Regions from separate parts of the Mus musculus genome. Here all the other regions are linked to region 3. A link is a contact called in public promoter capture Hi-C data. All regions are on one chromosome and are shown on one strand. The core of a region is the stretch at or near the end of the contact, and the rest is flanking DNA. Distances in the headings are between cores, read along the strand shown. Region 1 holds the start of Slc44a3 (solute carrier family 44, member 3). Region 2 holds the start of Sec24d (Sec24 related gene family, member D (S. cerevisiae)). Region 3 holds the start of Dnttip2 (deoxynucleotidyltransferase, terminal, interacting protein 2).

What was found. Promoter capture Hi-C pulls out the DNA fragments that hold promoters and counts their contacts. Capture Hi-C pulls out chosen DNA fragments and counts their contacts.
Region 1: a contact with region 3 is called in a promoter capture Hi-C map of adipose tissue, with 2.1 times the contacts expected there. The contact joins the promoter of Slc44a3 here to the promoter of Dnttip2 in region 3. A contact is called at or near these places in 6 of 39 promoter capture datasets (the 3T3-L1 cell line, embryonic stem cells, hippocampal neurons and 2 more), 1 of 484 Hi-C or Micro-C datasets (cortical neurons) and 2 of 9 other capture datasets (adipose tissue and liver).
Region 2: a contact with region 3 is called in a promoter capture Hi-C map of liver, with 3 times the contacts expected there. The contact joins the promoter of Sec24d here to the promoter of Dnttip2 in region 3. A contact is called at or near these places in 3 of 39 promoter capture datasets (embryonic stem cells, hippocampal neurons and liver) and 1 of 115 datasets of contacts at active chromatin or transcription factors (bone marrow-derived macrophages).

The regions. Positions count from the first base shown.
Region 1 is chr3:121,530,961-121,533,660 of GRCm38.p6, reverse strand. It overlaps Slc44a3 (solute carrier family 44, member 3), which reads left to right and starts at 1,317. Exons shown (of 15, transcript NM_145394.3): 1 at 1,317-1,500; 2 at 1,890-1,994. The coding sequence starts at 1,462. Gm38684 (a long non-coding RNA gene) reads right to left here and starts at 2,084. Exons shown (of 2, transcript XR_376017.4): 1 at 1,721-2,084; 2 at 1,197-1,584. A530020G20Rik (a long non-coding RNA gene) reads right to left here and starts at 717. Exons shown (of 2, transcript XR_867597.1): 1 at 523-717; 2 at 1-86.
Region 2 is chr3:123,266,047-123,268,746 of GRCm38.p6, reverse strand. Sec24d (Sec24 related gene family, member D (S. cerevisiae)) reads right to left here and starts at 1,251. Exons shown (of 23, transcript NM_027135.2): 1 at 1,211-1,251.
Region 3 is chr3:122,272,969-122,275,668 of GRCm38.p6, reverse strand. Dnttip2 (deoxynucleotidyltransferase, terminal, interacting protein 2) reads right to left here and starts at 1,255. Exons shown (of 7, transcript NM_153806.1): 1 at 1,191-1,255; 2 at 1-471. The coding sequence starts at 1,250.

The DNA of each region.
Region 1 (2,700 bases), core at 68-2,567, 740 kb after region 3:
GGGGGGACTCTAGGGGATGAATTCAGGGCCCCCTGGAAATCCAGCTACTCGTTCTGAGAAGCCTGCATTCAGGAATGTTCTGAGAGCTAAGAGTGAGAAGGAAGATAATTAGCCTGGAAGGGATTCCTCCCCGCACAGCAGAGATCCATTAAGGATCATTACCCTCTAACCACTCCCTGGTTATTTTTTAATATAATATTTGTACTATCTTTTACTATTTCTATACATACATGCAATATATCCTGATGCTATTCGCCTCTAACTTCCACCGAATTACTCACACAAGTCTCTGAGAACATCCCAAAAGAGGAAGCAGAAAGATTGTAATAGCCAAAGGTCGGAGAGGACCAGAGCGAAATAATATCTTCTGAAACATGACGGGACCTCTGCACTTAGTGGGCTAGCAGCCTGACGGTGTGGAGGGGCAGGTAGATGGGTTGGGGCAGAGAAAGGGGACCGAGAAGGAAAGTCCTCCGCAGCCCTTTTTAAAACTCCTCACCTCAGCAGCGCTTTGGTGCCCACCTGAATGTTGAAGAGAAAACTGTTCTTGCCAGGGACATTCACACTGGATGTGCTTCAAAGGGTGCCCACTGGAAAATCAGATGATGATGCAAAGAGGAGGGAAGTGAGCACCCCACACACAAAAGGGAGAGAAAGAGACCTACTGATAGACAGACAGAGAGAGAGAGAGGAGAGAGGAGAAAGACAGGAGAGAGAGAGAGAGAGAGAGAGAGAGAGAAAGAGAGAGAGAGAGAGAGAGGGAGGGAGGGAGGGAGGGAGGGAGGGAGGGGGAGAGGAAGAGGGAGAGGGAAGGAGGGAGGAAGAGAGAGAGAAAGGAGAGAGAGAGAGACAGGAGAGAGAGAGAGAGAGAGAGAGAGAGAGAGAGAGAGAGAGAGAGAGAGATATTAAATCAGTCCTCTGAGGGCTTTGTGTTCCTGGGACTCACGCTGGAGAAGATTCAGCCTTATAGAAATAGCAGCTGGAATGATAGACACTGAGCCCCTTGACAGAGTGTCGCCATTGCTGTCTGATCTTAGCTCAAGGATGACAACAGATTGCAACTTGATGCGCCTGGAAGAGAACTGGTGAACCTTTCAGGGCAGGATTCGGCACACACAAAGCACCACTTACCTGTGTGTGACACACCCCTGCAAGCTCCCCGCCCTCAGGAATGATCCCTGAGGCCTCACTTCTAACTCCAGGCGCTGGCAACGGGCCCAGGCGTCGCACAGTGGTCAGGAGCACTTCCTGGGAACCGGTGCTGCGCAGGTGCCACCCCCGCTCCCAGCAGGTCCTCCCAGCCTAAAGCCACCACGGAAAGGGCGTGTCTAGGGGACCAGCGCCCTGGACCTCTAGGAGGCGCTGAGCCCTGCTCGCCCTGCCGCCCCTCCTGGGCCACTTGGCCCGGTCGCCGCACCTCTGTCCCGTGTGCAAGGCGACCACCGCCGCCGCCAATCCCAGATGCCGGGTACCATGCAGTGCTTGGGCGCCGAGTACCTGGTAAGAGCGACAACTTGAGTCCTGAGAGAAGCGGCCTCTGCGGGCACCTACCTGCACAGACAGGACGCTTCCGGCTCCTCTGTCCTTTGGGAGATAAACCACTTTCTCTCAGTGACACCGCTCCTTTAAAGACACCTGGCACTGAGGACCCAGTACCTGACACAAGTGTTGGGCTGAGGCCAGGAAGGCGCAAGGGACTAGGGGGTGAGGGGTGTCTTACCTCTAGTAAGAACTTGGCCCCCGGGGGGGTTTCACATCCATCCTGCAGAGAGCTGATCTTCCCCAGTGATAGAGTTGAGTTGCTTTAGCAGCCTTTGGAGAGGTTTCGGTTCGGTTGATTTCACCTAACTGTTTCTCTTGCTTTTCTCAACTCTCCGTTTTCCTGGAAGGTTTCTGCAGAGAAAACAAGGCAAAGAGAATGGCGACCCCAAATTTATAGAAAATGCACCGATACACCGTGGCTAGTCTTGTTCTTTCTCTTTTGGACTGGTTTGGTAAGTATGGCTGCTTGGCAGGCCTAAATCCCGGGTGTGTGTCCAGATACAAGTGTGTCTTAGACGTTACTGGTTTAAAGTTTATGCTGCAAGGACAAACTTCTGTGATTGGTTTAGAATGACCATGAGTTAAGAAATTCTTGTTCTGGGATTTCACAATCTCCTAAACTCTCTGGGAAGACTGCCTTCCTGCCGGAGACCAAGATTTATTGGGTAATTCCATTAGGATATGGAGAATCACAGCTTGCAGCAGTGCCTTTCTTCTTTGGCTTTGTAAGCTCTCAGAGTGGAAGTCCTTTTACATCATCCATACCCCTCAGTCAAGTATTTCTCAACATTTGCTGTTTTCTAGCATAGGAAAAAGTCAAGGTCTAGAAAGAGACTGCTTTTTTAAAAACTGTGTACACACAGAGTTATACACACACACACACACACATACATGCACGGCCTTGATCTACTGTGTTTAACTTGATGCAACCCCTCTCATAGCACACTTGTATACACGATCGATGGTAGACCCTACCAGACCCTGCCGTGACATCCGAGGAGTCTCTCAGAGCTGAGTCTTGACACTTATTCTTAGAGCTTCATTCACTTTGTTCAAAGGCTGTGCTAATGAAGTCACCCATGCCGGGTTGGGTCATGCTGTGTGCTGTATAGTTAATGATTCACTCAGGTTGCCCTATAATATCTACCTGATAGTAAT
Region 2 (2,700 bases), core at 2-2,501, 990 kb before region 3:
CCTTGTAGTCCTTGCTGTCCTGAACTTACTCTGTAGACCAGGCTAGCCTCGAACTCAAAGAGATCTGCCTGCCTCTGACTCCCCAATGCTGGGATTAAAGGTGTGTGCCACCATGTCTGGCTTTCAAAAAAACATTTGTTACAAGACAGGAGGTGCTCTGAAGCCTGGCAAAAGAATTATGATTTGTTTCCTATCTGCCCATGCAAAGCTTTGTGACACAGTAAACTGAAGAGGTTCTTTGGGCCTCAGTTTTCTGTTTTAGAAAATGAAGTGTCCAAAAGCCATATTAGTTGTGAAACCCTGATTCTCTAGTTTCTTTCCAGTTTCTCCATCAAGCATTTGGGTACCTCTCCTTTCTTTCTCGTTGCTGCGGTTTAAGGTAGTGGTTTAAGGTAAAGATTAGTAATACCTTCTAAGTAAGACGTGGGATCTCTTTATTCTGGAAATGGCATGCAAATTTCAAACGTGAAGACTAACATCCATGATTTAGCTTTGTTTTCATATTAAACCTTCAGCTTCCGAGTAGCAACCATGAGTATGATGAGGTCACTGTCTTGCTAACGGAGGACAGAAAGGCAGACAAAGGTCTCTAGTTCACTGTGTTCCTGACAACACTTTCCCTCCTCCCACTGCGCCTAGAGAGACGTGGCAGTCGCTTGGCCCCGTGCAGCCCAGAGCCTTCAGAAGACCGCACCGGCGCACCCACGCAGCAGCTGCGGAAGGGGAGCGGGACAGCGATGCTCACAGCAGGGGACTGGAAGCCGCCCAGCCCTCTTCCCTGGTCCTGGGAGGAATTCGCTTCCTCACCCTTCTCTGCCACGTCAAACTTCCTCACCCAGTACACCAAGTTGCAGAAACCTGACTCAGCTGCAAGCGGCGACATGGCAGAGAGCCACTTGGCACAAACCGGCCTCGAATCCAAACCCCGAGCGCTCGGATTCTACAAAGACACCCTTCCCCTTCCACTGTCACCCGGGACAAGTTCGCGTTTCCCTCTAATGATGTCCCGGAGCTGAACACTGTAGTTGCCATTTTCCCTCGGAATATTTCCAGCCCTCTCCTCCTCCGGGAACCAGAGAGCCAAGTTGATGGGGAGTCGCGGTGCAGCCGCGTGTGGACGCTCCGCACCCTCAGCCCGAACCTGCTGTACCTGTGGCTCCCCTTCCTCCCCACCCTCCTCCCTGCGCCCTGCGCCCCGCGTCTGCCGTACCTGCTCTGCACGCTCCGCGCCCCGCGCCGCCGCCGCCGAGTCGCTCTGGGTTGCTAGTGCCACGTCAGGCGCCCGGGCGCGCGCGCGTGCTGGACCCGCTCGCTCCCGCGGCGCGCCCTGGCGGGGGCGGGGCCGCACCTCCCACTGCGGTCTCGCGCCTCTTTCCGGGTCTTTTCCTCTAAGCTTTTCCTTCGCGAGGCCCCGCCTCCTCCAATTTGTCAAAGATCCTCCGGAGCCGGTGGCAGGGGACTTGGGTGGGGTGAGGAGGGCGCGCTCTGGGTTCAACAGGTGGCACTGAATCGCTGCGCTGCGCTCGCCTTACTGGAAGCGACGCGTGTCGGGGAGTGCTCAGTGGCCAGAGGAATCTGGCGCGTGGACAGACAATTTGATGACGTCTTCCAGCACAACCACAGAAGGAAGGAAGGCCCACGACAGCCTGGTTCTGTGTGAAACGAGACGCTCAGCTGAGGTGTCCTCAAGGAAGCAAAGGGTTGCAGGACCTCCGTGGGCTTGCCCACTTAACTGGGTGTGCCCCACCCACAAACAGGAACTGGCCTGTGTCAAAGGTAGATAACTTTTAGCTCACCTTTGGACAGAAACAGTTGAGAAACACCTATTTGGCCCTAAAATCAGGACCAATAGGCCACACTCCAAAAATGTCTCACTATCAGAGAGAAAGTATGAGTTCAGTCCGCAGCCGAGCTGCGAGTTTGGGGAATCTATGAAAGTTTTATGAAATAAAAGCAGCCTAGTGATTTTGCCCTCACTGTGTGCCTCCTTCTGAGGAACCAGAAATAAAAGCTCCCTAAAGCTTGACTAATCAAAAGCTACCTGAGTAACTTTTCCTGTTGCTGTGATAAAATACTCTGGCAACCACAACTAAAAGGAGAAAATGTTTATTTTGGTCCACAGTTCAAGGGAGTAATCCATCTTGATGCGGTAGCTTGAGGCAGCTGATCACTATGCGGGCACAGTCAGGAAAGCAGAGAGCAATCAGTGCTTGTGTCTGGCTCTTTTTATGCAGTCCAGGATGCCAGTCCAGGGAATGATGTCCCACACACTGGGCGGGTCTTCTCAGCTCAATCCATCTATGCTCAATATAGATCCTCTCAGACCTGCCAGGTCTTCTTTTAGAATTATCATTATCAAGACATGTTGTTGTTGTTGTTTGAGACAGGGTTTCTCTTTGTAGCCTTTGCTGTCCTGGAACTCACTCTCTAGACCAGGCTGGCCTCAAACTCAGCAATCCACCTGCTTCTGCCTCCCAAGTGCTAGGATTAAGGACATGAGCCACCATCACCCACAGTATTAGGAATTTTGAGGCAACTGTGTCAACTGTTTATCACTAAAAAAGAAACCAATTTAAAGGGTAATAATTTGCATTGTCTCAGTCTCTAAGGTTTCAGTCCTAAGTCATCTTGCTGAACTGCTATAGGTGTCTGAAGATGCAAAGCATCGTGACAGGCAGGAGGACTGACACAGTAAAGCCG
Region 3 (2,700 bases), core at 6-2,505:
CAACTCAGCATCAGATACAGTTCCCGACTGTGATTCTTGGCTTGAATCTCTTTGAGAATTAGCCTTATTTCTGCTGCTTCTCTCTGTGGAAGGTACAACCATAGAAACCCCTGAAACATGAGACTCTGCTTCAGAAACAACAACTTCATCAGCAGATGCATGCTGAGGGGCTACTTTCTGCCTTTTCCTAACAGTGGACTTTGAGGTGGAAGCAATTACGATCTGCCGTTTCCTAGTTACTCTTACAATGGGCTCTTGGTCCTCTAACACAGAAGTAACCCCAGAAGTGTGGGACTCCGTTTCAGAAGCCTCGTCATCAGAAATAAGCACAATGATCTCCGCTGGGCCTGTGGTTCTGCTGCTGCTGCGTGAGTGCTGTTTCTCAGCAGGCTGCGATTCAGCTGTGCTGCCATCGGATCCCGATTCCTTTGTGCTTTCTAGATGTGTCCCAATTCTCCGAGGAGCAGACCTCTGAAAACCAAAACAAACACAATATAGTGTAGATAGGGCAGGGACAAGGGTAAAGGTGGCATGGCCTAAGGAACAAAACTCAAGAAGGTACAAAACGAAGACAAACTCACGATAAGATATTTCTTTTACTTGCCTCATCCTAGGCTTCAGAAAGCAGAACTAAAAAAACTTTCTCTACTTAAAGAAAGAGGAGGTAAATTTTAAATCATTTATAGAAGCGCAGGGAGGGGGGGGAGTTGAATACTAATTGAGCACGTGTTTAGGAGTGTGTAAGGTAATCCGATACTTGCCTGGATTTCTACAACAGGAAAGGGCTGCTCTATAGCCCTTACCACACAATCTAAAGAGCATAGCACCAGAAGACAACCAGAGGCTCTGAGTGACGCCACCGCCGCCCTTCAGTTGCCGGAGGGGTTAGTGCTCGGCCATGCCAGTCTCTCCACGTGAAAACGGTGCTCCTCCTATCCCCCAAACCAGGCTTGGTCGAGGTGGCGGGCATTAACTTTCCCCGGTACTGTCCTAACAGTAAACTTAAAAGGCCTCGCCTGCGCAGGGCACGCTACCGAAACTCCCGTAAGAGCCCTGAAAGACCCCCAGGTCCGAGCCAGTCCGGCGCAGTACCACGCGCGACCCGCTCGGTTCCTCGTCGCTCTCCTCCGCCCTGCCGAGCCGCTCTGCTCAGCGGCGAGGAGACCCGGAGAACCTGAGACCCAGCTCACCTTCTGCTGGGAGCTTTCTTGGAGCCTGGTCCGGGAGAGCCCGGACCTGGTGACCACCATCTTTCCGACTCCGGATTCCCGGCAGCCAGCGCGGCTTCCTCTGTTCCGACGCTTCGGAAGTGCGTCGAAACAGGAACTCGCTTAGGTTTCCCTGCGGAAACCGCGGCTCGGGAGAATCGTTCCTTCCCCGGCTCCACTGCAGTTCTGGCCAGCGGTCTCCGCCATCGGACTAGTGCGGGTCAGCGGGGGGTGGGGGGGTGGGGTGTGTGTGTTGGGGGGGGGGGGGGGCAAAAGCAGCTCCGCCTCCAGTTCCCAGCTCGTCCGCTGTGCGGTCCTCAGCGAGGAGGACCTCCTCGCCGTTTAACACAAAATGGGAAGTCGCATCATTTACTCTGCTTTCCATCCCCCTCACCCCCCACCCCCGTGCAGTAATTGTGAGATCTTTGGCGTAAGTCTTTACGGAAGCCAAAGGAGACTTTATTTAGTCCTTTTAGAAAACAGTATTTTAATAACTTAATAAATGAGATTCCGATATTTGATTGGGATACAAGGATGTATGTTAAATGCACCCAAGTTTTCGGAGAATAATTAGAAAGCTGTGGGATTTAACTAAAATGTCTCGGGATTTGAAGTACGCCTTTTTTTTTTTTTTTTTTTTTTTTTTTTTTTTTTTTAAATAAAAAAGGTGAAAGACGTTGTGAAGGACGGGGATTAAAGTTTTTTGTTTTTTTACAATGGAAGTAAGAGACTAGCCAGAATCAAAAGAGTTTTAGGATTTTTGTTTTGAGACAAGATCTCTCTACATGGCCCTGGCTGCCCTAGAACTCACTATTTAGACCAGCCTGATCCTGAACTCACAGATATCCATCTGCCTCCCAAGTGTTGGGATCCATGGGCCACAGCACCTGGCTGAGGTGTTTTAGTTTTTGTTTTGTTGGATGAAAGATGGAGAACTAGAATATGTTGAAAGGCTACAAAGGAATCGAGGAGGGGGTAAAGGAATTAGTGTTGGAAGCAAGAAAAAAAAAAGGGGGGGTTCGTTTTCCTTCACTTTTTAACACAAAATTTTTCCTAAAAACCTATCTTTCCATGGATACATTACTTCTACATTAAATTGCTCTCCTTGGAGCCAGGTATACGTAGTAACCAACTTTTGATTGTTAGATGTTGTCTTAAAACACTAGCCTCATGCTTACTTAGTAAAATAGGGTTTTTTTTTGTTTTTGTTTTCCTGGAGAACTGTGGTCTCTGGTTTCCACACAGCCATTGTGTGCCCTGAGGAAACAGCCTATCTTTAGGAGTGAGAGAACAAGAAAGTGAAGAACAAGAAAACGAGTTCCTGCGCATTTGTGGAACTTGAAGACAAGAATCTTCAAGCTCTTGACAGGCTGGGCTTAGTGAAAAACCCTATGACAAGTGCGGGCTGTTACTTTTCAGTTTAGGCTTTAAAGGGTTCTTCTATCTTGTTCTTTCTGGGGGAGGTACTGATCTTCCATGTATTTTTATTATG